Regions from separate parts of the Mus musculus genome. Here all the other regions are linked to region 1. A link is a contact called in public HiCAR-type, HiChIP or PLAC-seq and promoter capture Hi-C data. All regions are on one chromosome and are shown on one strand. Each heading gives the region's core, a stretch centred on a gene start, on an enhancer-like site or on the middle of the called end of the contact. The rest is flanking DNA. Distances are from core to core; before and after follow the strand shown.

The links. Promoter capture Hi-C pulls out the DNA fragments that hold promoters and counts their contacts. HiCAR-type assays count read pairs that join an accessible place to other places. HiChIP or PLAC-seq counts read pairs in DNA pulled down with a chosen protein or histone mark.
Region 2: a HiCAR-type map of astrocytes shows a contact between it and region 1, with 4 times the contacts expected there. The contact joins the promoter of Tbck here to the promoter of Pla2g12a in region 1. A contact is called at or near these places in 1 of 39 promoter capture datasets (hippocampal neurons) and 2 of 115 datasets of contacts at active chromatin or transcription factors (astrocytes and regulatory T cell precursor).
Region 3: a promoter capture Hi-C map of hippocampal neurons shows a contact between it and region 1, with 3 times the contacts expected there. The contact joins the promoter of Neurog2 here to the promoter of Pla2g12a in region 1. A contact is called at or near these places in 2 of 39 promoter capture datasets (hippocampal neurons and pre-B cells).
Region 4: an H3K4me3 HiChIP or PLAC-seq map of pro-B cells shows a contact between it and region 1, with 11 times the contacts expected there. The contact joins the promoter of Tifa here to the promoter of Pla2g12a in region 1. A contact is called at or near these places in 5 of 39 promoter capture datasets (the 3T3-L1 cell line, hippocampal neurons, liver and 1 more) and 2 of 115 datasets of contacts at active chromatin or transcription factors (large pre-B cells and pro-B cells).

What each region holds. Positions count from the first base shown.
Region 1 is chr3:129,875,819-129,881,315 of GRCm38.p6, reverse strand. Pla2g12a (phospholipase A2, group XIIA) reads right to left here and starts at 2,710. Exons shown (of 4, transcript NM_023196.4): 1 at 2,381-2,710. The coding sequence starts at 2,597.
Region 2 is chr3:132,681,768-132,687,264 of GRCm38.p6, reverse strand. Tbck (TBC1 domain containing kinase) reads right to left here and starts at 3,121. Exons shown (of 26, transcript NM_001163455.2): 1 at 2,871-3,121; 2 at 273-493. The coding sequence starts at 465. It overlaps Aimp1 (aminoacyl tRNA synthetase complex-interacting multifunctional protein 1), which reads left to right and starts at 3,386. Exons shown (of 7, transcript NM_007926.2): 1 at 3,386-3,472. The coding sequence starts at 3,471.
Region 3 is chr3:127,630,948-127,636,444 of GRCm38.p6, reverse strand. It overlaps Neurog2 (neurogenin 2), which reads right to left and starts at 3,309. Exons shown (of 2, transcript NM_009718.3): 1 at 2,988-3,309; 2 at 814-2,717. The coding sequence starts at 2,716. The coding sequence ends at 1,925.
Region 4 is chr3:127,787,242-127,792,738 of GRCm38.p6, reverse strand. It overlaps Tifa (TRAF-interacting protein with forkhead-associated domain), which reads right to left and starts at 2,867. Exons shown (of 3, transcript NM_145133.4): 1 at 2,568-2,867; 2 at 1,210-1,266.

The DNA of each region.
Region 1 (5,497 bases), core at 1,461-3,960:
CACAGAGCACTCCTCTTACTTCCAATCCTGAGACCTTCTTCTTCTTCTGTCCCGGAACAGCCTACAGGAAAGGCAAATGGCTCCCAGTACTTCCCAGGACCACTGTGGTAGTCTTTCATTTCTTGTGTCTAGATGCGCTGGCTGCTTCTCTGCATCAGAACACAAGCTCCAGGGACAGGGATCTTATCTACCACTGCAGAATCACCCCACCTTCCAACGGCTGGCACACGATTGACACACCGTCAAGACTAATGTTTGCATAATGGTCAGGAATGAAGTTAGAACTTGTGCCTCCAGGGTCCCCAATGAAGGAACTACAGGAAGGACCCAAGGGGCTGAAGGGGTTTTGCAGCCCCATAGGAGGAACAACAATATGAACCAACCAGTACCCTCAGAGCTCCCAGGGACTAAACCACCAGCCAAAGAAAACACATGGTGGGACTCGTGTCTCCAGCTGCATATGTAGCAGAGGATGGCCTAGTTGGTCATCAATGGGAGGAGAGGCCCTTGGTCCTGTGAAGGCTCGATGCCCCAGTGTAGGGGAAGGCCTGGACCAGGAAGCAGGAGTAGATGGGTTAGGGAGAGGAGGGAGGGGATAGGGGGTTTTGGGAGGGGAAACTAGGAAAGGGGATAACATTTAAAATGTAAATAAAGAAAATATCTAATAAAAAAAATAGAACTTGTGCCTTAGCAAAGTTATCATTTACTCCTTGTTACCCACGACACCCCACTAATACAGCTCACAAAAACAAAATATTGTACAGGAAGAAAATATTCTTTTTGGTGTGTATCGGTGGAAGGTTTTAGGCCTAAGTTTTGGAGGCAAATGGAGATCCCTAGAATGAATTCAATGGAATGTTCTTTATATTATCATAAAGATGGAGGCTATCTGTAGACTTATAAGCTGCAGGGACGTCACAGGTTTACAGGAGAGACTTTTTTAAAATTAAGTTTACCAACTCTGCAATCAGGGTTTCTCACTAAAGTCATGAATTTCCCTATTATTTTCAGCTGGTAGCCTTGGCTAATCTCATAAGAAGCTTGATTTTACAAGTTCTATATCCTAACATTCTGAATTGCCAAACAGAAGCCTCATCCCACCCCTCAAAACACACACACACACACACACACACACACACACACACACACACACACACACAGAATGCTTTAAAATAAAACAAAACACTAAAACAACAAAAAACCCTCACTCAAATCACTGCCTTAAGTGCTGATTTTATGACTATTCACGCTGCCATGAAACAAGTTCTCAGATTCAAACAGAATGTTTAAAAACAATGAAAGGAATGAGCAGACAAACTCTAATATTGACAGAGAATAAGGAAGAGAGGCCAGTGATACCCAAGAAAGCTACAAGGCGGACAAGATGGCTTGTGTCTGTCATCCAAAACCTGGGTGGCCAAGGAACAGGAGTTTAAGGTCAGTCTCAGCTACATACCAACTTCAATGCCAGCATGGGCTACCTGAGACCCTGTCTCAAAAATCAAATCAAGACAAAACTGCAAGTCTTAGATTGTTTTCCAGAAGTTAGGGAACTTTTTCAATGCAGTATACCTCCCTCAAAAACCAAGTACATCAGAAATCTATACAAAAGCCACAATTTATTTTACCTAGCTTTGCAGGTAAACAAACAAAATGGCACTTAACACCAACTGATGGCTTTTAAATTGTCGTTTGGCTTTCTATGTTTAGCTGAACCAATTACATGATGTGTGTGCGCGCGCCTGTGCATGACCGCACGTGCTAAACTCAGTCTGTCCCACTTCCCTCCCACCTTTCCCGCCCCCCACCCCCACCCCGCCCCGTACATCAGAAAGTTCTTAGGCAACTTTGTGCAATGGCGGGGAGAGAGGGCGAGAAGCTCAGATGCAAAGGAGAGCAGAGTGCAGAGCGCGCACTCAGGTGACCTCTCACATTTGTTCCCAGCTTGCTCAATCCCAAGGACAGCACGCTCCAAGCGCTGCTCATTCTTTCCACACCCGAGGACGCAGTCAATGCCTGTCTGGCGTCTGTTCCCCTAATCCCCCTGTCCCGCACTCGTCCTTCCATCCCGCTTCCCTGTCCCCGCCCCCCTGCTCCGCAAGTGTCCCCCGCCCCACAACCTGCCCCACACGTACCCCTCCATCTTCTAGCCCCCCACTTGTGCCCCATCCACCTGCTCCACACTTGTTCATCTACCTGTTCCACACTCCACACACACACATCCCCCTGCCTGGCACCAGTCCCTTTATTTTCTCGCTTCATACCCGTCCCCATCCACTTGCCTGGCTCGGATTCTCGCATTTCCCCCCAACCCCCCAGCCTCCGGGGACTGTCCCGCCTCCAACCCCCTGCCACCCCGCGCCCCCTTGTCGCGGCTCACCGTCGCTGCACTTGTACTGGCAGAGCCCGTCCTCCCCGCCCAGCAGGTCCAGCGCGGCGTTGAGGTACGTGTCTATCTTGTGGATGCCGTTGCGGATGGTCTTGAGGGTGGCCCTCCAGTCGGTGGTCTGGTCCTGTTCCTGCCCACGCGCAGTGGCCAGCAGCAGGAGGAGGAGGAGCGCGGGGCTCCGGGCGGGCGCGGGCCGCGGAGTCACCATCTGCGGGGCCGGCGCGGCGGGGCTGGGCAGCGGCGCGCGCTCCGGCTCCGGCTCAGGCCCCCGGCCTCCTCCGCGCTCGCGAGCTCGCGCCCCGTCACTGAGCTGCGCCGAACGGTGGGCCCGCCCGGGCACGCGCGCCGCTGCCCACAGTGCGCATGCGCCCGAGCGTGGGAGCCTCATTGCCCACGTGGTCTCCGGAACGCTCCCGTAGCTTACGGTCCTGCCTCTATGGAGTCTTAAAAACGCCTTGCCAATGCCCTAGACATAGTCATTGCTTTGGTTCAACACCACAGTGAATTGGTTTTGTTTTGTTTTGTTTGTTTTTTGTATTGTTTTTCAAGACTGGGTCTCTGTGTAGCCCTGGCTGTCCTGGAACTCACCTAGACCAGGTTGGCCTCGAACTCAAGAGATCCGCCTGCTGGGATTAAAGGCGTGCGCCACCGCCTCCCAGCTCCTAGTGAGGTTTGTTTGCTTGCTTGTTTTACAAAGCTCTCCTGTTTACCGAGACACCATAATTTAGAACGACTCCAGTAGCACAGCCTCCCTTGGGCTCCGCAGTCCCAGCCTTTACTGGACAAGGCCTGGGGTCCAGCGTAGAAAACTGTTTGAACACGGGCTGGCCTTGCACCCTACCAAGCCTGGATTTGCCTCCTGGGTTCTTGTGGGAACCCTATGATCAGCCGCAGTCCTAGCAGCGCAGCATGGTCTGGAGGATTGTTGAAGATGGAACTCTGCTCAATCTGCCAGAGCACTTCCTCCATTGCTTCTAATTCTAAGGAAGGAGAAGTTGGCAGTTATCCCTCCTTAAAATTCTAAATACTGTAGAGAAAAAGCTAATCACCGACTAGGCAGAGGAAAGGGAGGCAGGAGTGTGTCTTCCGAAGCGGGACAAATGCGGTAAGGTTACCTGGGACCAGCCCTCAGTTAATTTTTCTGAGACAGAGTCTTGGCCTGTAGCCCAGGCTGCCCTCCAACTTGCCTTGAACACACTATCCTCTCAAGTGCTAGGATCTTGGCGCCAAGCCTCTCTCTTTTCTATTTCTTTACACATTTACATCTTGCTGAATGTATGTCTTTTACCTTAACAATAACCTGTGCTCTGAGGACACGGGTTGCCGCGTGTCTCTCTCTGGGGATTACGTTCTCAAATGCCAGATTCTTTGGCACCTTTTCTCGTCTATTGCACACGGATGCAATAACACGACTGGTTAAACCGGATTCAGTTCCTCACTTCTCTTTATGATCTGCCATCCATGGCCACAGCAGTCACCTCATAATTAAAATAAAATCTCACCATTGCCACAGACTCAGATCCCCCTCCCTGGTACCCTGTCGTCATCAGTTTTGTCCCCAGACACTGTATTTTCTTTCCTTGACCCATCTAGAACCAGGGGCATTCTCCTTCCCCAAGGTGGCTTCTGTCTTCTTCAGTCTCCCTTGGAACAGTCTGGGATCTCCTGTCTTCCATATCTCATGTCAGCCCTCCACCCTCCCCTGCCTCTTCCTCCCTGCCTCCCATTTCAACTTTAATTCTTCAGTGGTTTCAAGTCTTGGGCACGAGGCCACACCCAGCTTGTCCTTTTCTCTGATGCACTATGGGTACCAGGACACGGAGCTGCTCTCCATCCTGTGTGTGGCTGGCCCCTCAAGCTGCAAGGCCTTTGGAAAGCTGCCTGAGAACCTCATCTGTGACTTCATTTTCTTCCCTGTTGCTGTGAGAAAGTACTCTGACAAAAGCAACGCTAAGAGCCAGTGAGAAAGCTCAGCGTTTGCTACATGAGCCTAATAGCCTCTTGGTACCCGAGACCCGCAGTGGAAGGAGAGAAGGGGGTTCCCCCAAGTTGTCCTCAGACGTCTACGTGCACCTACAAACACATCATCATTGTTATCATCGTAGCCGCCAGCAGCCACGGGTTCCTGGGTTCCTGAAAGGAAAGCTGGGGATGGATGGGAAGGACAGTGAGAGAAATTACGAGCCAAGACAAAGTTCTCTGATCAAGGCTCAATCTTTAATGCATGGCACTGAACACATATGGGAAAACCTAAGGACCCATCCCTTTGTTTCAGCTGGGTTCTGTTGCTTGTTTCAGCAGGATTGAGTTGCAAAGTAGGCTCTTCAGCAGCTCAGCAGCGGGCAGGCAGTTCTCAGTTCTCTGGCAGGAAGATGCAAATGTAGCAAGGCCAGACTCCTGGCTCCAGTGTCTGAGGAGGTTTGGAGGATTGGTGGTGCCATTGCCCTATAAATGATACTATGCCAGGTTTTTTATGTAAACACGGTGTTCATTTTCACACCTTCCCTTGTGGAATGTCCTGTAGCTCTTCTTCCTTCTTAAGGAGGGAAAGAGGGCAGGATGGAACAAGCAGGGCCAGAGCGAAAAGGAAGAAAAAAAGGAGGGAGAGTGGAGGTTCATCAAGCCCAGGAAACTAGAGACTCAATAGATTCAGGAAGCTCAGAAAGGTACGAGAGTCAATAGGTGATGTTTTTTATAGAAAGATAAAGGAATACGTTTGGTGGATGTATAGTCAGGTATGGGGGAAGGGGGTGCCTCTGTGGGTCCATGCTGAGGCATCCCTTCCCCCTGAGGGACCAGCCACTCGACGACGGTATAGTATGGACTAGAGTTTATTCAGGGCATGAGAGGGGAGTTAAGAGGGTAATAGAGACAGAGAAACACAGAGAGCAAGAGCAGAGGAGTAGAGGTTGGCCATGAGCACATGGAGAGAGAGGGGGGAGGGGAATGGGGAGAAAAGAAGAGGGGGCAAGCAGTCCCTTTTATAGTGAGCCAGGCACATCTGGCTGTTGCCAGGTAACTGTGGAGCAGAGCCTAGACAAAATGCTAACAATAGGTCCTTCTGGGGTAGTGTTAGCAGTAAGCAGCGGCTGGGAGAGGAGGCTATCT
Region 2 (5,497 bases), core at 1,872-4,371, 2.8 Mb before region 1:
TTTTTATCTCCACATGCTCAGTCCAGTACAAAGAACTCAACGGCACTCAACACTGCTGTCTCAAGGCACACACTTTTCCACTACTTTAGTTCTGTAAAGGCAACTGCAACAGTGAGACAGTAAGAGTCCCTTTCACGTCAAGTCAGTCAAGAGTACTCTGAAGCACAGAGAGCAAGGTCCTGACTGCTTGTCAACAGATACTGACGCAGTATTTTCAAACTGCATCTGGAATTGAGGCAGTGAACATAAAATTCAAAAGAGAAAGATCTTACCATGCTTTCCCCTAGAAATATCCACATATTGGCACAGTCTGGGGTGGGTGATGGTCTTAAGGATTTGAAAGCGACCTAAGATTTTGATGGAATTTGGTGTGAGAGGAAGTCCGTTGCTTCCACAAACATCATGTGGGAGAGCAGAGGCAAAGAAGGTAAAGGCGCCCATCTCAGCATCCTTCAGAGGAAACATTTTGTAGTCTTGGATCCTTTAAGATGATCTACAAAACGAAAGAATTTTATGACACAATGAGCTAACATTAATCCAGTACTTTCTCAATTTAAAATTAAAAGTCGCCGGGCAGTGGTGGCTCACGCCTTTAATCCCAGCACTTGGGAGGCAGAGGCAGGCGGATTTCCGAGTTCGAGGCCAGCCTGGTCTACAGTGAGTTCCAGGACAGCCAGGGCTACACAGAGAAACCCTGTCTCGAAAAAACCAAAAAAAAAAAAAAAAAAAAAAAATTAAAAGTCAACTTGGAAAAACAATACAAAACAACCATGATACTCTGAGAGCAAGTATTTTTAAAAAAGTCAGTTTAAAAATTTAAAGACAATGTTTGAAAGAAAAACACCTAAGCACATGTTTATATTGCAGCTCAAAATCAATTTCAAAGGTTTTCAATAGCGTAAAAAAGAGAAGAGTTAGAAGATTTCATCTTCCCATTCAATTATCCCTGCAACTGAGGAGGGGTGTGCTGTTGCTTTGCTGTTCTGCTTTGTACAGGGTCCTCACCTAGCCCAGGCTGGCCTTGAACTCCTAACCCCCTGCCTTCACCTCCCCGGGACTTGCTTACACACATGCACCACCTTGCAGGGCCACGTAGCCATAGAAGGGGATGCATGCTTTCTCCAAAGAGAAACCAAAAGGCAAAAACAGAGGAAGGGGGTTTGAAAAGGAGAAAGGTTAAAAATATATCTAAACACACAATCTACTAAATCAAGCACACTTACCATTGGAGGGAAAGAATGAACCTGAATTATCTTTGATATTACAAAAAGGTCCATGGTCATGACATTGAGGGAAGGAAAAAATGTGACCTAGCACACTGTGTGGGTTTGCACTGAAAAGTAATTATAAATCCCTACTACCATGAACATTTGTTTTTCTGCACATAGATTAAACAACACACTTAGGAACTATGACTAATTTTGACAATGTATAAGTAAAAGTCCTGCTAAGGAAAAAATGCAGGTGTCCCTAGACTACACTAGGAATTAATGATAGCACTATTTGCTAGACTTCATCAGCTAATTAGTCATAACTTTTTGTTTAAAGATACTACTTGCTTTCAAAACATAAAAAGCCAAGTACTAATAGCCATATGCATTTGATGACTGACCAGGAGAGAAACCCTAGACTGCCTCAATCTGGTTTGACAATTGAAATTAATGTGTGCTCTTTATAATAAAAAGGATATACACATTAGTTCCACCACAGATCGGTTATGCCCATCCTGTTTTTACGAAAAGTTTTGATGCAAACCACTTCATATCCAATGCACACCTCAGACTTGCTCTACAAGAAGCCTGTAGAGCACAAGGCTCCTCTGTTCATTGGGAGCCAAATAAAGTCTCCCATAGGCTTTCAGAATTAATGGACCTGAAAACTTGGTAACACAGGCGAATTTGTTTTCTTGGTGATAAATGGAGAGAGCCAGTGCTATTCTCATCATAATAGAGGAGTCAAAACACATACTCAAAAGTTCATGTGAAAATAGTTATGACCACTATTCTGAATCTTGTCGATACTGTGAGCTAGCTTAAGTCTACTTGAATCTTAACTTCTTATTCAATGAGTAGATGCAAAATTACAGAAAGTTATATCTACATAGCAGGCTTGAAGTCATAGGAAAGGTGAGACATAACCTCAGCATTTTAATATTTAACTTTTACAATGATATATTAGATTTTCCGTTATAGACATTAAATAACATACAACTGAAAAATCAGACAAGTGTTTATGACTCAAAAAGATAAACCACAAGCAAGAAAACAAATTTCAGTATCAGTCTATCTCTCTGGTGTGCATGAAGCTCACGAACAAAAAATTGACACACACACACACACACAGGTGCTCACACTTGGTAACTAGAAGAGAGTGAAAAATGAAAACGATGAAGTCAGAGATTACAAGAGAAAGCCATGTAGGCAGGTAGTTGGCTTGGAAAATTTACTCAGGGAATACTTTGAAACTTCTACGTTAAGTCTGACGTTTCTGTAGCCAGAACACTGAAAACCACAAACATGGCCTGCACCTATAATGAACAAGACACAATGTAAACTCTTAAAGAGATTGGAGATGACTCACGTGAGTCGAAAATGTAGAAGAAGAAGAGGAGGAGGAGGAGAAAAGGGGGGAAAAAAGAGGGGTAGTGGGGAGACGTGGATTTTATCCAGAGTAAAATCGTATTTGCATTTCTAAGACTCGGTGAACTTGGGCTTCAGGGAGAAGGAAGTTTGGAGACAAACACAACAGCAAGCAGCTCCACAGATTGGTTCTATGGGTTCCTGCAGAATGGCCGGGTCACTCACAGTACCTGATTGTCCCACAAGTCCCACCCACTAACGCCAGGCAAGCGGCGACACCAGAATACCTGCCTGAATCTGGGGACGCAGAGATTGGGGGGTTGAGCTCCTAAGCGCGGAAGCTATGCCTGGCAGTGCTTAGTGGGCCGTGTCCTGCATTTCAGGCGCGTCTACAAGAGGCCGCCTAGGGAAGGTGACAGCCGGAGCGACACGCCTCCGTCCGCGCGGGCCTCCCGGGTCCCCGGCTCAGAACCCGAGGGTGAGCGCGCACCTCGCTCCACTGACAGCGCCCAGCACCCCCTCCCCCGCCGCCGCCTCGGGTCGGCCACTGCTCATGACGTCACATCGCCGAGACGCAACCCCGGGGGAAGACCCCAAAACTTCCGGCCGCCTGTCCCTTGCCCAGACAGACAGCCAAATGTAGCGAGTGAGAAAGAAGTGAGGGAAGATCGGAGGGAGGGAGGAAGGAAATGGGAGATGGGAGCTCAGTGTGGTACAGGGAGAGAGCTGGCGCAGGCAGCGGACGGCCGATGAGCGGTGAAACTGTGAAACGCTCAGGCATTTATCAGGGACAGCCTCCTGGGTCCTTTCTCGCTGCCGGGGACTGCGGGAGGCTGGCCCTTCCTTCTCCCGGCTGAGGCTGCTCAAGAGCTGCGGTTGGGTCACCGCTTCATGTGAGTGTCCCGATCCAGAGTTCTTCCCTTTCTCACCCGGGAAAAAGAACCTGACCTTCTGTGTAGTAGTGGGAAGCGCGGTCAAAACCTCCACCCACGTGCCCCCTTTTGATTCAACTTAGTTTGGGCAATGAATACGTGGCCGAGGGAGAGCATGCTACTGGAGGCAGGGGGTGAATGCATTACCTTGTTTCCTTTTAAGTGAGAGTGCAAAGGATTTCCAGTGTTTGTACGTGAGGACGGGTTGAAGAAGGAGATTCCTTGATTTCAACAGATATTAGAAACACCAGCTACCACTATACTCCCGGCAACAGTTTAGTTATTGGGTAAAGATCCATAAACTAAGTAGAAATGACTGTCAACGAAACGGACAAAAATCCCAGTCGTTGCCTCTCGGCTAGGGCTTATTGTTGAAGTACAGCATTAAAAGTAAGGTGAACACTCTGTATTTTAATATTGATATGTTTTACTTATGGGTATGTGTTCATGCCCGAGTGAGTTTTTGTGCAAAACTTGTGTGGAGGTAAACGCGGAGGCTAGAAAGCATCAGACCCCTGGGACCTGGAGTTACCTGTGATTGTGTGCTCCTGTGTAAGTGCTGGGCCCTGAGCTTGGGTTCCCTGCAACAAGCACTAAACGCTTTTTAGTGTTGGCATTTTATACTTAAATATTTTAGATTATAAGTACTGCACAGAAAAGGTATTAAGCCATAAAAAAAAAAAGGTAGATTATTTGACATGGTTGCCAGAGAAGGTTCTCAAGGAAAAGATGGCTTTCTAGGAAGGAGGTGACACAAATAGAATTAACAATAGAGAAAACCTTCAAGAAGTACAGTCAGTCATAAGGCCAAGCCATTGCGAAGGCCATGCAACAGAAACTTACCAAAGTATGAAGGGGTCTGACCAATGCCTGTGGGCTCAGAACTGAGAGAGGGGATTCATGATGCAGACAGAGAGTGTGGGCTAATCAGGGGGAGTGAAAGCCATAGAAGGTTTTCCAAGGCCAAGTAATGTTACCCAGCTTCGTTTTAAGAGGGTTACTCCATAGCCCTCTTAGACTGGGGGCAGAAGTGAGAAAGGAGATCAGTTAGGAGGCTTTTGTTTTACCTCAAAGGGAACATAACAGTGTCTTCAATAAAGGTCCTAAGTGTCCAGTCAGGTCTTGAGTGTGTTTCCCAAATAATGAAAGCATTTAGGCTTTGGGAAACATTTTGAGTGAATTGTGTGAATTTCAGAATGACAAACATAAGTTAAAATCATGGTTTTGCCGTATAATAATTGGATGAATCCAGACAATACATATACTTTCTCCTGGTGTATAAAATGATATCTTACATGGTGGAGAGTAAATGTCAATGTCAAATGTCCATTAGTTATTGTTCTTATTTGCATTCTTGAATTGGAAGTAGGCGTGATGGTGTGGTTGAAGTGATTGGTTAACTTATTTTAAAAATGAAATGATAAAAGATTGTTCACTGTGATAACAGGAGGCCTAGCCAAGCCTTTTGCATTTTATGTATGTCTTCTACTGGGAGAAAAGGTTTTGAATTAAGTCATAATATTAGAAAAGCATGGATTATCCCTTCATAGTAATCAATTTTACTTTCTCCCCCCATTGTCATCATTTAATATGGCTAGAACTTCCTGTGTCTTCATCAGTAAAGAGAAAAAAGGGCTCTCCAGTAAGGGGATAAGAATCTAGAATAAATAGGAGCTTTCACCAGAAACAGCCTCAGGTCTTCTATGGGTTTTAGCAAGGCTTGGTTTAAAAACTTAGCAGTGGGATCAATGTCAGTGAGTGTTTATGGAGCACATTGTCCTCACATTTACCAAAGTATTTACTTGTCCTTACCTTCTGACTTGTGACATATGTGTTAAATGGCAACAGGAATTTAAAGTGGTCTAAAGGTACCATGTTGCTGTAGAATATCTTGGCAATTAGATTGTGAAGCAACTGGGGAAATGTTTGGAAGGCAAGACTGGAATGAAGGGAAGAAGAGAAAAAAACATGATTGCTATTAATTCT
Region 3 (5,497 bases), core at 2,060-4,559, 2.2 Mb after region 1:
CACACTGTACCAAAAAACTTCTTTCCTTCTTTCTTTCTTTCTTTCTTTCTTTCTTTCTTTCTTTCTTTCTTTCTTTCTTTCTTTCTTTTCTCTCTCTCTCTCTCTCTCTCTCTCTCTCTCTCTCTCTCTCTCTCTCTCTCTCTCTCTCTCCCTCTCTCAATTAACAGATATGCAACATCTGTCTCTCTACATAACCCTGGTTGTGTCCAGGAATTCACTGTGTAGTACAGGCTAGCATAGAGATTCACCTGCCTCTGCCTCCCAAGTGCTGGATTAAAGGCGTGCATCACTACAGCCTACTCAACCTCCTGCTATTAAAATAAAGCTTTTTCTGAACACTGGAGTCTGTTGTGACATAATTATTATTTAAGATCCCCACTTTTGCTCTTCGTTGCCCAGGCAGCATGTATTTATTGATTTAAACATCCAGAGTTCTGCCACTGAACTTGTCCCCAGCTCAGTATGTTGTTAATTTATTTATTTAGATACAAGGTCTCACTGTGTAACCCTGGCTGGCCTGGAATTCACTCTGTAGACTAAGCCTGAACTCATGGAAATCTGCCTGCCTTTAAGAAGTGATTTCTTAAAAACAGAATGTGGGTTTGTGATGGATTTCATACTCCAATTTCAGGGTTGGTGTTTCAAGTAGGATCCCATATTTTGTAATTTCTTAGTGAAATTCCACATCAAACATGACCCAAGATACAAATATACTCAATTCAATATGTGAAAACTTTAGTAAAATACAACTCATTCTGTATTAAAAGCCAGCCACATCAGAAACAAACGCAAAAGCCAAACCTCAATACAAACTTATGAAAATTAGATACTTTATTTATAGCTTAATCACAAAACAATTTTCTTATTCTTCGGGATGTAAATACATACTAGAATAAACTCTGTAGAATATACAAAAAAATACATACTTTCCCATGAAATTTTTCTTCAAAATAAATAGAAGGAAACACGTGTGTGGCTGATCCTGGCAATGCCCCGTGTCTGCTTAGGTTTTCAGACTGTTGATTTATTTTTAATCTCTTGAAAGGATGGGGGAGTTCCTTCTCCCCTAAAAGGTCGAGATAAATAATGCATGAAGCAATCCTCCCTCCTGATTTTTCCTTTTTCCTTCACATTTTTTCTTTTGATAGAGAATTCAGCCTAAATTTCCACGCTTGCATTCAACCCTTACAAAAGCCTACAAATTATACAATGACTTCTAACCTGGCCCTCTAACAAAACAAGTTTTTCCCCCTTATAAATCATAAGAGACAGATGGCAAAATGGAGAAAAAAAGCAAAAAGAAGGGCGGGACAATAGGCATTGTGACGAATCTGGGAAAAAAACAAAGTGCACATCAGAGAGGGAAAGTTTGGTTTGACAGGTGAAATTCCCACAGCCTGCAGACAGCAATGGGAATAGAGCAGATGCCAGCCATTGCAAATGTGTGGATAATATTATTACCAGTAAATTCATTCAGATGCTAAAATACATTTCTTTCGACTGACATTAACATCTCTATGTAGAAACGAAGGTGAAAAGATCACAGGGACCAGTTGCATTCCCTCTGAGAGATTCACACGAACTGCCTGCCCGGAGTTCTCCTCCAGCAGCTCTGAGAGAGGGGAGGAGCGTCAGTCTGCTCTGCACACTCGTTAGTTATGGTACTTTTTCTCAGTGTCTTTTACAGTCTTACGAGGTTCCCCACGCCAGCCCCCACTCCCACACGCCATAGTCCTCTTTGACCATAAATCCTCACATCTTCAATAAACCAGAGCTGGTCTCCACCCCCGAATGCACCAGCCGCCGAGGGGATTGCAAGGGCCACCTCTGCTCTGTGAAGTGGAGTCCGGGGCGTGGAGGGTGAGGGGCGGGAGAAGGATGGGAAGAGGGCCGGGTAGAGGACGAGAGAGGGAGACCCGCAGCTCTAGATACAGTCCCTGGCGAGGGGCAGGTGAGGCGCATAACGATGCTTCTCCGGAGGTGGGGGCTGCCAGTAGTCCACGTCTGACCCGGGGCTAGCGGGCGATAAAGTGCAGCTGTATGGGGACGTGGAGTTGGAGGATGACGCCGGGCTGTTGGTGCAGCTCCAGGAGGAAGGTGGAGAAGGGCTGTCCCCGCTGGCGCCGAGCGCAGCTCCCGGGCTCAGGAGCACCGCCTCCGTGAAGAGCGCCCCCTGGAGGCCACCGGCGCCGGCGCAGTGGTCCGCCAGGCGCAGAGTCTCGGTGAGCGCCCAGATGTAATTGTGGGCGAAGCGCAGCGTCTCGATCTTCGTGAGCTTGGCATCCTCGGGGAAGGTGGGCAGCACCTCGCGCAGCGCGTCCAGCGCGGCGTTTAGGTTGTGCATGCGGTTGCGCTCGCGGTTGTTGGCCTTGAGCCTGCGGGTCTTCTTGATGCGCTGCACCGTCTCCGCCGTCTTGGCACCTCGGGAGACGGCCCGTGAGCGCGACGGGCGACGCTTGCACTCGTGCATCAGGCCCAGCAGCCGCCCTGGCCGGCAACCCCCGGCACCCGACGCCGGACTGCCCTGCACCCCCTGCCCGGCTTCCGCTCCACGCTGCCCACGCGCGGAGCCCGGCCGGCGCAGCTCCTCGTCCTCCTCCTCGTCCGCGCTGGAGGACATCGGGGTCAGGGTCGCCGAGGCCGGGGAAGCCGAGCCCAGCAGCATCAGTACCTCCTCTTCCTCCTTCAACTCCAGAGTCTCAGATTTGACGAACATCCTGAGAAAGAAGAGGCAGATGAAATTTATTCCCAGAATGGACAGGGTAAAGTGTCGCTGGCGCCGCGCCCCGCCCCCCCCCCCTCCATCTCCCTCAATGTGCATTCGCGAAGATGGCGAGGACAGAGCTGGGGAGGAGCGCCCCGGGCTCGAGCCACCTTCTGCCGGTCACAGAAGTCACTGCGTCTAGAGCGATGGAGTTAGCGTGGGCGGCGTGAGCCTGCGTGGGGACACTGCCTGCGAAGTGGAGAGCCGCGGCATGCACACTTACCTACGCGGCTCCAGATGTGTCGCGGCGCAGCTGCTGCTCCGGTGTGTGTCCGGGAATGTCCCCGCAGCCCGGAACCGAGCACGGTGTCCTCCGCGCCGCGGGCTTGGCGCTTCCTAGGCGCACCTCCGCGGGGGGGCCTCTCGGCTGGGCGACTTTGCCAAGAGCCCGGACGACCGCGGCAGCTCGCCCGAGTCTCGTGTGTTGTCGTTCTCGTGCGTGGTTGTCTGTCAGTCAGTCCCTGGCCGTGTGGCTGCTGGCACGCGACTCCAAGGCACTCCAGTTAAAGCCGAGCTGCTTGTGGTTCAGTGGCTGCGTGTCTGGCACACGACTCTCCTTAAAACCCCTTATATACCACCAAGAAAACAATCAGATCTGCCCCGGGGCCCCCTCCTCACCTACCCTTCCCCCGCCCTCTCCTCCTCCGCCTGTCCTGGTCCCCCGCTCTCCCTCCCCAGCTTATTCTTTTCATCGTATTATCATCATTCATTTCTTTCCCTTTCTTTAGTCCCTCTCCCCCTCCCCTGGCCTGGCCATCCATCCTCCTCCTCCATCACCCCCGCCCCTCCGTCCCCCCTTTATCTAATCAGCATAAAATGGTTCTAAAGCTCCTGTTGGCGCTCCAGGCTGCAGCCCAAGCTACCGAAGCCGCGGCGGCGGCAGTGGCTCAAGCTGCGGCTGTTGTCGCCGCCGCTGTCTATTGTGATTGGTGGCTCGCGCTCGGCTGGAGCGTGCCGCTAATTTATTAATGAAAGGAGGTCGCGAGGCGCAGCTGGCCAATCAGTGTTCCCGGGACTCCGGGAGGCCTGCGAGCCACGCGCACCGGAGCCCGCTCCCTTTCAGCAGCTCATTAGGGGCCCGAGTGCTGGGGGCCCATGGCGGGGGGGGGGGGGGGCACCCCGACTACTGCTCCCGCCCGAGTCCTCCATACGCGTCCCGCCCGTCTCAGCCGGGGTCTCACGGGCGGGCGACCGGAGCCTTGAATTAGTGAGAGTCAGAATCCCGGAGAAGGCAGCCTGGTGGTGCTGCCGGCCATGTCTCGGCAAAGCCTCTTTGGGGCCGTATCAACTAGAAAACGGGTTTTAAAACACCTTAGTCTAATTAGGAAAAGGAAGGGGTCACGTACGTGTGCCAGACAGGAGGCACGTTGTGAGAGAGTGTGCCTGAGTTCTAGAGAAACGTGTCTATGACTGTTTGGGAAACATTAGGAGTTCACAGAGACGTCCCCTAGAAGGGGAAATTGGTCGGAGAGCAATTGATGAGCATTAAAAAAAAATAAAATAAAATAAAATAAAATAAACGCACTCACTTGACACACCCATTTTCCCTGAGACACAGTGAGGCTTCACGCCTTGACGTAATTTGGGGGGCTTCTGGTGCGGAAGGGGATGGGTACCAACAACAGGTTAGAGCCAGATGATACTATAAGGTGGCTTCCTGTGTGGGTGGCAAAGGCAGGCGTGCTACTGCTCCTAGGAGCGAGTGGATCACTCTGACACTTGTATGACCTCTGCTCCGCTCTGGGGGGCGTTGTTGAGACATAGGGCCTGTCCTCCCAATTCTGCCTTTTCAATGGGGAGAAAAAAAATAGAAAGGAGCTCTAGCTCCCTGCTGGACTTGAGAGGAAACTTGTTCTGAATTGCTGTCTGTCCCTCCCCTTTACCACTAGACGCAGAACCAGAGTCCCAGAAGTGAGTGAGTCCTGAGTGTCATCTGGGACCGGTCGCGGGGTCCTTTTTTGCGAGGATGAAAGGAGAGTCTTGGGAGGGGCTTTAGCAGTCCACCAGAGCCAGAGAAAGAGATTATCCGCAGGTCTCTGGCTCCTTAGTTCGTTGGGACTGAAAATGAGCTGAATCTCAGAGAAGAGTTCAGCCAGAGCACTGTTCGCATTGGCACGGTTTGCGTGTGTTTAGTTCCCTTAGAGGGCTACGGAGCAGGATTTGGAGAGCGTGGAGCCGAAGAAAAGCAAAATTAGCATCCAGGGAAATAGTCTGGATCTTTGCAGCACCCCAACCTCCAGTATTTTCTGTCAAACTTTCATTTCTTCCCCCTTTAAAAAAAGCACATTTCCTAAATGTAAAAGCATTATTTCATCTAGTTCCCGCTAGATCCTCTCGGAACACTTTAATTTCCCTTGTAGACAGGACTGAAATAATGGGAAGGCACAGACGATACTGGACTTCAACACACGCCATCCGGCCCTCTCAGAGACTCTTCCTTTGAGTCTCTAGCTCTGTCTAGAAACTCGCAAGAAGCCGAATAGTCTGGAAGGCAAAAAATATATATTTGGAGTGAGAGCTGTCGGACAGCCCACATGGTTGCAGGTGCACGCGACCTTACGTAGTTAGCATTGAGACCAAACACTTAACCACCCTTCAAATTCTTCCTAAAAGAAACCCCCACTAAGGGTCTGTTTGGCCTTGGCTGAACGGATGGGGATTTAAGGAACATGTGGGAGTGGATGCGGAGTTTGTGTTTGTTCATAAACTTGAATAGAATAAAGGATGGGAACA
Region 4 (5,497 bases), core at 1,618-4,117, 2.1 Mb after region 1:
CTGCTTATGGTGCCTTTCCTGTGTCAGGCAGGGTGCTGGGTCCTTTGCTTGTGCCATCCCAGCTCATCTTCAGAATAGCTCCATGAACGACCCCTTTACAGGTGAGAGAGATGGAGCTAGGTAGAATGTAAAGAGTGGGTTCCGCTCCAAAACAAGGTGCCAAGGCCAGGGTCCAGACCCCAAGGCACTGTCTCTTAGCACTCCACAAACTGCCTCCCTTCCAGGGTTCACAGTTATACTTTGCAAACTATAGAAGTTAAGAGAAGGAGGGGGCTCAGATGCATGTGCTATAGCCAGCGAGCTGTGAACCTGGACCCCACACCACTGTTAAGGAGGGAAGTGTGGCTGCCTGCACTGCCTCATAAGAGGATGTGAACCAAAGCATTGGCTTGCTGCAAAAGCTGATCACCCTTACTCCTGCATAGGAGCACAGGCCTACCATTCACTGGCAAGTCTGCTGGTTGGTTGGAGAGTGGAGAAGGCAGATAACTAATCTGTTAACTTCCAGAGGCCCAAGGACCTTCTACAAAGTAGCTTGAACCCTTGGCACTTCAGTATTCAGTAGAAAAACAGAAATGAATAATTAACATAACAAATTTAAGAGTAGTAGTTGTTTTTTGTTTGTTTGTTTGGTTGGTTTTTAAGCCACTGGTGTGTAGAGGCTCAACAAAAGTTTTTTTAATTCTGCTAGTTTTAAATACCAAATACACAGAAGGCCAACAGACTGCAGTAGTAACCATGTTTGTCTTGGGAAGGGGAACCAAAGGGCCAGGAGAAGAGAGATTTCTCAGGGCACACCAGGTACAGGAAGATCTGTTCAAATATCTAACAATTTTTTTTTCTTTACAAAACCCATAAGCCATCATATTTTTGTGGAATAAAATAGAATTAGCGATAGTAAAGTATCATTTGGCAATGCGTGTGTTACACAGTATATTACTCTGTTATCTGACATCACAAAGTTGTCAAACATGAACATCTGGGGAACAGTAATAATCGGTTAACAAAGAAACTATTATAGAACAAGGAAAGAGAGGAAATGAAAAGCTACAGACAGGAGCCAAAGGCATGGCTCTTCACCCCCCCCTACACACACACACACACACACACACACACACACACACACACACACAATTCCTCCAACCCCCCCCCCCCCAACTCTCCAGGCTTAACCCTTTGCGTGCTGGATACCAAGATGCACACACTCACCTGAGAGTCTTCCAGTGGCCACAGCTAGATCAGGACTCCTGAGCCTTGTCTCCTCTCCTGGGAGAAAAAAGAGGGGTCTGTGTCGGTGTGTTAGGTACACCGCAGCACTGACAACCCAGCTGCGCACGCGGGACAAGCTGCTCCTAACTGACCCCTGTGTCCTGTGAAACCAGTGAAGGACTACCGGGCTTTGTTTTTGCACAAGGCTGATTGGTTGCAAATACCACAGATGAGAAGCTACGCAGAGATGTTTTTACTAAAATGAGCCAGGTGTCCAAACGGTTTAAAGGGAAGTTTGCACGGCTCCCCTGGGTAGGGGTCACGCATGCCATCAAGGTTTCTCACGTTTTTAGAATTTGCTGTAAATGGAGGTTCCTCTGAGTCGATATGCTAGCGATTGTGATTACAAGAAGGGAGTTTTTATTTTTGCAAAAAAGCTTCTCTTCTTGACAAACACCCGACACCGAGCTGGCAGAAGGGGAAGAGAAACTTGGAAGAAACAAAAGATAATTTTACTCTCTTGCCCAACTCCCTCAGTTGCCATGGCCCCACCGGGTGTCTTAGAAGACATTTGTCCGCGAATTTTACACCAAAGCAGACCTGCACTGCCGACTCAGCAGCCTTTCTGGTTCCCAATCTTTCAGAGAGAGTGGGGGCAACCAAGTACGGAGAGGAGAGCGTCAGGCAAGCTCAGCGCTTTCCAGCGTTGGCGATTCTCGCTCTGCCCACCCTCCACTTCTTATCCCCACCCCGGCCCCACTCCCCTCCCTGGCCGCGGACCCCCCACGGAGCCTCTCCCAGCAACCGGATGCGAATCCTCTGGGAAAATTGGAAAATCCCGGATCACAACGACGCTGGGCTTTCCTGTGACCCGGCTACGGCCGGGAGGTGGGTCTGGAAGAGGCTTGTGCACTCCGGACTGGGATATTTCCCAAGTTCAATAACAGCATGTGACGGCGGGGGACCGGGATGTCGGCTAGTGAGCCAGAATGCACAAGCGGCATCCTTCTAGTTTCCGATTGGATGAAAAGTTTGCAAGAATAGGAGAGGAAAGACATACACACACACCGCTCCCCTCCCCCAGTATTGTTCGGTTCCTCCCTTATTTTATAAAGATCACGTATTTCATAAGCTTAAGATCGCGCTGGCTATATATTTTTTCAACCTTTCCTTAGTATATAGTGCAAGACTGCCTGTAAACCAAGCCAAGGAGAGAGAGAGCGAGAGCGAGGGAGAGGGAGAGGGAGGGAGGGAGGGAGGGAGGGAGAGAGAGAGAGAGAGAGAGAGAGAGAGAGAGAGAGAGAAGCAGGCAAGCGACAGTCCCCCACTCTCAAGCTAAACAGGTGACCAATAGGTACCTGGGGACTTGGAGGTCCGTGAGTCTTGCGGAGCCTTCTGGTGGAAGCCTGGGGATAGGGGTGGGGGTGGGGGACCGTCGCTGCCAGCGCCGTGGGAGCTCGAGGAATCCGCAGGTCGCTGGTCCTCCCACGCCACCGAGCCTCCCACGGGCGCGCCAAGAGCGGCCTCGCGCGAGTGACCTCGGCAAAGCCCTTGCCGGGAGGAAAGCCCCGCAGAGCCAGGCAAGAGGCTGCCGCCGCCGTCCAGCCCTTTTCCACAGGAAGCCCTGCCCCCTGTCGCCTCTCTGAGGTCTCCTGACTGACCGGGTTTGAGTCGCCGGGCACCCGGGGCGACCGCACCTTCTCCAACAAGAGGCAGCTCTAGATGGCATGTGACCCGGGAGCTGGGCTTTGAGAAGAAAGGAACTGGGTCGGTTCCAGATTAAGAGCTGCTGTGGGGTGGTGGACCAGCAGGCAGTTGGAGGACTCGTTGGGGACCCTAAGAATGTGCGCCTGATCTCGGGCCTTGGGAGGCAGTGGCTACTCTCTGCTCAACCCGAGGCGTGGGGAGCGGATGAGAGTCCAGCCAGACAGGATTGGAACCTTCCTCGGGATGCTGCCACCCTGCGCACAAGCCGTCCAGAAGCCTCCTCACCTGTCACTTCCGGCTAACCAACCTTTCTTCGCCCAACACCTAGTGCTGAGTGGTGACAGGGGCAACAGCCTCGTGAGGGTCTTTCAGAGGACCGACTGGATACCCGGACACTAATTTCCGAAGTTCAAGGAGGTTGGGATGGAAATACAGAAGGCAGCTGTGGAGAGAGGTAGGAGAGGGCTTCTATTTAGGGAGAAGAGCGATGGAGAGCAGAGCGAAGAGAACCAGAGTGACTGTAGAAGTTGCCAAGGATGTTCTAGTTGTCCGTTCCGTCGTCCCCTCTGCTTGGGAACCTGAATAGCAATTCCCACAGTCTTTCCATGGAAACTGTTTATTTGTCTGGACTCTGTCCTTAATGTCAGGGGAGGTAGGTCTTTTTCTGGGACAATAAAATGATGTGGCTTCTGCACTGTTGTCAGTCTACTGGAGGGCCTCCCCCCCCCCCCCAATTCTGCTGGGAAGCCTCGGCTGGGAAAGGACTTAAGTACATTTAAGTGAGGCAGATTCCAGTAAGGGATGTAATTTCGTTGGTTAATGATCAACGTTTATTATTCCTTCTTGGAAGAAGAGACAGCCACGGAATCTTCTTTCGATTGAGCTGTATCAAAGCAGGTACAAGATAAGACATTGCCAAGTGATTGTGCCAAATAAACCCAGGCAATAAAGTAACATAAAAATCGGAGTTTCTGCTCTCAGATCTCTTTCTTGTTAACGGTTTTCTTTTTAGACAAGGTTTTGTCATGTAGCTCAGGCTAGCTTCCAAGTCAAGACCCTTCTGCCTCCTGTGAATCCTAGCGTCATGATTGTGCTCCATCTGAACTCTTTAATCTTCAAAGCTGAGTTGAAGAACATGTGAAAAAAATGTGACGAATAAGGGAGTAATAAAGTGATGGACATGGTCAAAGTGCATTAACACAAGTAGAGAAATAACATAGAAACCTTCACTTTATACTATTAATATTTAAGTAGGGGCTATTAACAACACTGACAGAAGATACAGGTTAAAATTCAGGATGCTAGAGGGCATGCTCTTTATTTTCCAGAACTGTCAGGCATGATTGATCCCAAAGAGACTCTAAGTAAGCATGCAGGTCCACATTAGAATCTAATCTCGGTCACAATTGCTTGACCCTGACAACTAGTTAAAAAATAATGGATCTTAAAACCGAAGATGAGCATGTGATCAGCAAGAATCAGGCAGGAGTGTGCACCTGAGAGAGAGTTCCTCTGCTTCCAGGCCTGAGGGATACTTGGCTGGCGCTGCAGTTACTGGCCTTGGCTTATCTCAGTTCAGATAGCTACAGTATCGCTCCAGTAATCTCCGCTGGCTACACTTCTGGACAAAGACAGAAGGTCCAGAATGAGTAGCCTGAAGCCTCGACTTGGGCAAAAGCCAAACAGAAATGTGCCCTCTTGTTTCTGTAACTTCAGTTTGTGGAGGCTTCTGAAGCCCCCAGAAGACATGCAGGAAATAAATGGTCTTAAGCCTCTCGTTCCTAAATTGGGCTGTCTTTTTTAATTATACCTTATTGTTGTCCATTCCTATGAGACCAGTGAAAGCAGGTTTTTTTTTTCTATGAAAATACCTTCTATTCTCCCGTTCAATTGTCATTTGGAGGCTTACTGCCTCAGTCTGTAACTTAGGCCTTGTCCTGAAAGCTTCTAGCCTCTCTACAATCTTATCTAGGCCTAGAGTGTGTGAAAGCAGTTTTTAAATGAGATTATTTCACAAAGTTACTTCAGATTTTTCTTCTTCTTCTTCTTCTTCTTCTTCTTCTTCTTCTTCTTCTTCTTCTTCTTCTTCTTCTTCTTCTTCTTCTCCTTCTCCTTCTCCTTCTCCTTCTCCTTCTCCTTCTCCTTCTCCTTCTCCTTCTCCTTCTCCTTCTCCTTCTCCTTCTCCTTCTCCTTCTTCTATTCAAGGCCAAATCTTAGGCAGCCCCGTTAGTTAGCTCTGAGAACTGCAAGACCCAGAATGTGCTGCTCTGACAAATGTGCTGAGAAGGGGAAGCAGAAAGAACATGATTAAAACATCCTGCATCAGAAAAACAAAACAAAACAACAACAACAAAACCACCCTTCATCAAAGTGTCAAGAATATTTTTTTTAATCTGCTAAGAACATGACTGTTAGAATTCATATTGGGTTTCTTCTTTTCCTTCCTCTACCTTCTCCTTTTCCTCCTTCTTTCTCCCCTCCCCCTTCTTCATCTTCTATAGTTCCCTTAAAGGAAAAAACAGAACAGAAAACCCCTCTCCCTGTATAGCCCAGCTTGGCCTCAAATTCATGATGTTCTTCC